Linked DNA regions of Sus scrofa: region 1 is linked to region 2. Evidence: chromatin contacts called from public Hi-C data. All regions are on one chromosome and are shown on one strand. Each heading gives the region's core, a stretch centred on a gene start, on an enhancer-like site or on the middle of the called end of the contact. The rest is flanking DNA. Distances are from core to core; before and after follow the strand shown. Region 1 overlaps PPP1R9A (neurabin-1). Region 2 has its middle 90 kb from the start of COL1A2.

The links. A called contact is a pair of places that touch in the nucleus more often than the background predicts.
Region 1: a Hi-C map of fetal skeletal muscle shows a contact between it and region 2, with 2.8 times the contacts expected there. The contact joins two enhancer-like sites. A contact is called at or near these places in 8 of 47 Hi-C or Micro-C datasets (embryonic fibroblasts, epiblast stem cells, fetal skeletal muscle and 3 more).

Annotation. Positions count from the first base shown.
Region 1 is chr9:74,889,449-74,892,994 of Sscrofa11.1, reverse strand. It overlaps PPP1R9A (neurabin-1), which reads right to left. Exons shown (of 19, transcript XM_021063384.1): 8 at 1,482-1,535. Among named protein-coding and RNA genes, the nearest start is that of PON1, 83 kb to the left of the region's middle. Within about 2 kb of position 1,959, at least 13 of the 83 cell types and tissues checked have an H3K27ac peak or open chromatin away from gene starts, as enhancers often do. A contact at or near this core is called in fetal skeletal muscle, where this site is marked.
Region 2 is chr9:74,082,469-74,085,911 of Sscrofa11.1, reverse strand. No RefSeq gene overlaps it. Among named protein-coding and RNA genes, the nearest start is that of COL1A2, 90 kb to the left of the region's middle. Within about 2 kb of position 2,066, at least 25 of the 83 cell types and tissues checked have an H3K27ac peak or open chromatin away from gene starts, as enhancers often do. A contact at or near this core is called in fetal skeletal muscle, where this site is marked.

The DNA of each region.
Region 1 (3,546 bases), core at 710-3,209, 810 kb before region 2:
TTGCCCCAAGCTGTGGTGTAGGTCACAGATGAGGCTCGGATCCGGCATTGCTGTGATGGGGCATAGGTGGGCAGCTGTAGCTCTGTTTCGACCCCTCGCTTGGGAACTTCCATATGCCACAGGTGCGGCCCTAAAAAGAAAAAAAAGAAAAAAGAAAGAATTAGAATTCTATTATTAACATGGATATAAAGAGTCACAGTAAAGTAAGCTATTCTATGGTTATTATAATTGAGAAAATATAAAATACTAATTTACAGCATTTTCTTGATTAAATATCTAACACACAGCTTTGTTAAAGCATTTGCAATCACAGGAGAATCTTTTTCTCTAATTGTAACCAACAATTAAAAAAAAATCTTTTATTCTTCTATGCTGAGAAACAAGAGCAATTTAAAGCAGGACAGGGTTTTTACTGCATCTTTTATTAAGCAATGCTTTTGTGTTCAAGTTGTTTATTTACCAACCACTACTAATTAAAAAATTATTATTCACAGAGCTTGGCTAAAACCATGAATGATGTATAGACATGGTCTGACTAAAGAGCTACAGAGTTATTAGCTGAAAATACCATTTAACCAAAATAGCTTTGCTAATTCATCTCCATTTAAAACACATGGAAAAACCAAAACAAGTGTTCAATGTGAACAGAGAAACAGATTGTCACTGGTATGGGAGGAATTATGTCTTCATTTTTAAAAGACCATTAAAAATAATTTTTATTGTTTTAAAAGTAATTCAAAACATGTTTGCTTTAAAATCTTTGAAATTACATATGTGGTAAAATAAGACATAATTCAAGAAATTTACCAATTAAAAATGCCCTTTTGAATTTTGTATTATCTCATTAATAAACTAAAAATATATGCTCCCTTTTCCCTTTTATCAAGATGTTTTTCCCCCAGAAATTTAAATAATATGAACTAAACTTATCTAAAGATTTCTGGTAGCATCTGATACCTAAAATAAATTATTTACATATTAATTAAATTTCAAAATATTTAATTACTAGAAATTGGAAATTTTCCCTATGAAAAATAATTAATGTGTTATGTTAAAATGCATTGTTTCTGAAGAATAAGTCAAAATAAATAAATGATTAAACTTATTTAAAATAAGATATATAAAAAGAAAGCTATAGTAAAAACTTGTGCTTAAGGAATTAGGGGCAAAATGTAAGTCACATGGTTGAACTATTATGAACACATACTTTTTGAGGAAAGCTCAGAGTGAACTGGCCACATATGTGCAAGCATGTAAATATGCAATTATAAAATATTGTGCTACTTTTCCTGAGGGATATGGTGGCACTGACCCCACAAGGGTGTGCACTGGTAGGTTTTTCCACTAACAGTGGAAGTCAATCTTTCGCATTAGGATTCTTTCAAATGTACAGAAACAAATCTTTTAGTCCTAGGGTTGAATTTATTCATAGCATCTGAAGTTTAAAAAGGACAATTCAAACACTGTGTATTGGTACTTACCTTGGTCTTCAATTTCTGAATCTCTGCTTCTGTAACTGCATGTTTGATTTGCAACTGAAAACAGAAAAGAAAGGAAAAATATCTGAACTAAGAGTATCTATATTTTTAAAGCCTCGGCAGCTAGCAGAATACCTTATTACATAGCTGAAGGCCTAAAAAAGTGCTGCAATGCAGGAGGTTGTAAATTAAAATGTCTAGTGTGTAAAATGACTCTCCAGGTGCAAACTAATTAAACACAGGGTTTATGGCTCACACTCCCTAACATCAGATTAGGTTACGAATTTAATTGCTCAGGGACCAAAGAGAAGGAAACACACTTTCTTGCCCTCTTTGCAACTCTTCCTTTATGATTTGAGTGTCAAGAAATTGTTTCCTTGAAAATCTTGTGGATTGAATGGCTTCAACGGGCAAGTCAGCCGGTGGCTATGAGTAAAGCTTCCATTCCAAGTCTGGAAGAAAGGTGGCGCTCTGGTCCCACAAGTAAGACATTTTAGGCTTTGCAGCTCTTTTACAGCTCAGGCAGCTGCAAAGCTGGAGAACAGGATGATGCAGATCCACAGCGAAATCCATAAAAATTTTTAATTGCAGGAAAAGTACAGATCTAGATTTGTGTCCTTTAAAAGGTCTACTTCTGTTAAGGACTTAGACACCCACAAAGCTTCAGCTACTGTTTACTGGCCTGAGAGCCGCCATTTGGATTTGTCTTGTTCTCCCCTCCCCACTTTGTTTTCTTTGTAGGAGAAGAACGAAGCAAACATTCATTCCTTAAGGGATAAATAAATACACCAACATTTACGGAAAAACATTTATGGGTTGACGATCACTTTTCTAAAACCCCTGGGGCCAGATGTTTTTGGAATTCAGAATTTTTCTAATTTCAGAATCATAGTAAGATGCATTTTCCATAAATTGCTTATTGCCCACAGCGGGGCGTGGAATCCCTCTGTAATCAAACACACGGAATATTTTTTTTGCCACCAAACATGTGAATATTCTCACTAAGGTGCATAAAGGCTGCAAATAGCATCCTGTCAGTGTGGGTCAGGTTTACCACCAAAATGAGTCTGCCACAAAATTATATTAAAAAACTGTTTCAGAGCATTTTCAATTTATGATTGTACAGAAGGACTGCAAACTTCCCATGTTACTGCAATCAAATAAGTCTAAAGTTTTCCTATGGGAAAGACAGCTAATGAAAAGACAAATGTGAACCTTTAGAGAGCACACCACCCTGAACACCTCAGCTCTCTCTTTTGTTTGTAACCTGCATTTCCTTGGTGTTTACCTGGCCAGTAAGGGCATATGAGAAGGATGTAGAAGAAAAGAGGTTAGAATCAAGGACAGATTCATTCAACACTCAGATACTGATGAATAAAAGCCTAGAAACTGAGGACCTTCACGCTCTGGGCAAAATGTCCTCTCCATGATCTTTCAGGTCTCCTGTCGACACCCTGAAGACAACAAAGCTACAGCTCTGCTCCTGCTCTTGGTCTTGAGGGTGATCTTGAAACTTTCAAATCAGATTCTGCCCCATCCATTTATCTTATTCTCTTGCTTTCGGAGCCGGTCACTCCTCTAAGTCTTGCCCACAGCTCTTGCTCCTTTCATCCGCCACTCCTTCTTACTCTAGGAAATACTCTCTGCGTGGCCAAAATGGTCTTGGCTCCCTCAGTTTCTCACCATAGCCCTAGTGGTACTATGCTTAACTTACCTGCCTTTAGCAGATGCTCAGAGCACCAGTGTACCTGGCAAAGTGCTACTCTAAATTCTTAGCATCTTCTCTTCCACCTCCCTGATGAAGTCTGTAATCATTCAGAGCTCCAGTCTGGATGAATCTCTCGGGACCTGACAAAGCCAGGCAACCCAGGCCAATATGGGCCAAAATGGCTTCTCCAAATGCTGGCTCTATGGTGAAGACACTACTGAATAATGGATCCTTACACTTCTAGACTCACTTTAGACATGGGAAATTAGGGCTTATAGATGAAATAAAATAAGGATTAATTCAAAAGGCACTTATTTTAGAGCTGCCTTGTACAAGGTGCTGTAAAGATAACTCTTTCTC
Region 2 (3,443 bases), core at 817-3,316:
AGATATGTATGAAGAAGTAACTTATATTTAACATTTTTATTTGAGAAACTTTGATGTGTACTTCAATTTACTAGCTATCACCTTTAAAACTCTTTGACACCCAGAAATTATCTGGTTGATTTATCATTGTCTTTTGAAGGTTGAGTCATTTAGAAATGACATGGCATTTGCATTTGAAATCAGTACTGTATTTATTTCATTGTTCAGAGTCTTTCCAAATAAATCTGTGGGTTTTTTTTTTTTGATAATTGTGAGAAAAATAATAATGTAACAACCATTAAGGAACATATGGGTTATCCATAGTTCACAGCCCTTTCAACTTCAGTCTCATAAACTCTGTTCAAAATAGCAAAATGACCAAGTTCCACCAAAGGGAAAATTATCTTCTGGTTCTACGGCTTTAGCAAGATCAATAATAGTGACAATGAAAACTTTAAGAACAAATGATGTGATTTTGTCAATGTTTCTTCACTCCTAATATTTTAATGAAGAAAACAATAAAACTGATCTTAAATATAGGGGATAAAGATCTTCCCAATGAGAATCAAGATGCGGAGGTAAAGATGGACTGACGCTCGTTGAAGTCCTTAGATTGTGGCTTAGGATCAGCATAAGGACACATATACGGTGATTTTTTAAGATGCTATTAATCATATTCCCGATAAATAAGATGGATATTGCACCCCGGATGTTTTAAATTATCCTTATACTTGCTCTTCAGTTAGGTTACTATATGTAGAATTTAGACTACCATTGATCAAAAAGAGAGAAGGTTGAAATTAAAACAGGAATGCTGTTTGGAAGTCCCAAATGCCAGCCACTGTTAGTTATTTAAATTCAAAACATGGGAATGAAAGACAGTCATATAATTATGGTGAATGTTTTTGTATGCCTACCATTTATCATACACTTTTCCAATTCTTTACATGAATTTAGTCATTACTCATCCTACCAGCTCCTTGAGGTATTATGATTATTATTTCCATTTTACAGATAAGGAAACAGGCTCAGCAGGTCAAAGAGTTGCCCCAAATCCCAAAGCTAGTGGGAGGGCAGGGATGCAGACCCAAACAGTCTGATTTGGAAACCTATATTCTCAAACACTACAGGATGTCTTTTTGATATGAGATGTGCCCGAAATGATAAAAGTTCAGCAGAGGAAAGAACTAGAAATCAAAATAATCTTCTAACTGAGAAAGAATGTCTTAGAGAACCGAAATCTTTTACAGCAAACACTTTGTTTTGGAGATAAAGAAACTGTAGCCAAGACAGCTCGGATAACTTGCTTGAGGTTACTTATAGTTCGTTTGTAGCAGAGGTGAAACTGGAGGCAGAGTGGGCATTCCTGACAGTCATTAATTCAACCATTGTTTATTGTACCAAGCGCTTTTTAGGTTTTGAAGACACAGTGCAGCACAGCAGATGAGGTTCCTGCCTGTAGGAAAATTACATCATGACCAGAAGAGTAATTTGACATTAGACTAGGTTACCAAGGGAGACTGTGGAACTCCCAGGTTAAAGTATTAGGAAAGTGGGGATAAAGCATGAGGCAGGGGGAGTGGGCTTGATATCAGTTCTACTGCATTTTAGAGATACTGATATTCATGGATAAGGTGTACAAGGGATAAGTGTTAGAGGCAAGCAAGATTCAAACCCACCCTGATTCCCCTTCACAGTGGATTGTGTGTGTGTGTGTGTGTGTGTGAGAGAGAGAGAGAGAGAGAGAGAGAGAGAGAGCAAGAGTGAGCAAGAGAGAGAAAACACATTATGACTTGCTGGCTAGGGGGTAGCTCTTCTCATTGGTCAGTAAAGCTGGTTGGAACAAGATCTTGTCAGATTGCCTGGAACCAGAGATCCATTTTTTTGGCAGAACCCACACAGCCCAATAAACCTCACCTTTTTATTCAGGCCTAAGTTCATTAGAGATTCAAACTTACTGGTGTGCATGTGATTCTAGGTTGGAGATCCTGCTGTGCTAAGGAGAATCTGACAGCCACAGAGGGGGTGACTCAGACCCAAGAGCTGGGGACCAGTGTGCCATCTCCTCCCTCCCCCTACAAAGTTAATCATTTTGGTGTGTGAAGATCCACTACACACTGAAAGGCCAGGTCAGCTTGCCACTTTATATGGCTCCTTAGGGGGCATTAGCAAAAAGTAGGTTTTCTACGTGGAGTAATTGGAGTAAGGTATCCGCCACTGGAGGAAATTTATAAAAGGCATCCTTCCCAAAGTCTCCCTGTTGGCTGACAAATTAGAAAAAGAAGCTCCACCTGGATGAGTACAGCCCTGGGTCAGTGTGCTTGGGGAGATGGGCCACAGCCCTGCTTCCAAGGGTCTTGGTGCCTTAAACTTTGAGGAGCCCAGATGAGTGTGAGGTCTCAACAACTCACTCATCACCGCTCTACAGGGGTGAAGTAGGACAAGAGGGTGGGTGCTTTTTGCCTTTGAGAATTGGGATCCTGTGGAGGGTTTCTCAGCATCAGGCACCCGATCCCTCTGGTCTTCCTGAACCCACAGCTCACCCACCTCCCTGTCAGAGCTAACGTGGCAGAGATGGTTGGGCAGTGGTTGGGAGGTGGTTACTGGCTCAGGGCCCTGAAACACTGAGTAATTCCTAGGATGGCTGAGACTGAAGGCACCATTCCAGACACTTCCACGTTGTCTGAAATTAAAAAAAAAAAAAAAAATCACCACCACCCAGCCCAAGCTGTTGGAGACAGATCCTTTGGCTCTGAAACAAGACCCATCCCTTTTATGGAAGGACATTGTTGGAAAGTCATACCATATAGGAAAGCCAAGATTCTTTCCCCATTTTTATAGGACTGGGAGGGACCAAATCAAGAGGAGGGATGAAGGGGGATGGCTAAAGGGAATTGCATTGCTTTTCCAGAAAGTTTTGAATCTACATTATAACTCTTGGCTTATAAAGACAAAGGTTTGAACTTCCTCTCAGAGCTCCTCCAGTGAAAGAATCGACCACTTTTATGCAGCCCCTGGTGCTGTGTCAGTGCTGTGGACTTAAGAAGGAGTCAAAAAGCATGGGGTTTATGATTGCAGGAGAAATAAGACAAGATACATTGCACATCAAATCCTATAAACGACAACCCGGCGTGGCCAACAAAAATAGGCCATCACAGCTGCACTCTGAGTGTTTATTTATTGGAGGAGAGAAGGTACAGTCAGGAAAAAGGGGAATCATGTCAGGATGTTATTGGAGTCAAGCAGATTGACTGCCTTGAGTGACATCCCTGGCTGCATCAAGCAGTTGGGTCAGAGACATGAGAACATTTGACATGTGGACTTACAGCCCCAGTATAGATTTTAAGTTGGATTTCAGGTTTTAGTGCAATTAAGAGCAACTGCAAAGTTTTGAAAAGAGAAATATTTCGATCAGATTATTAGAGTCATATGGTTTTGATTTTAATTAGAAAAGACCATCTCAG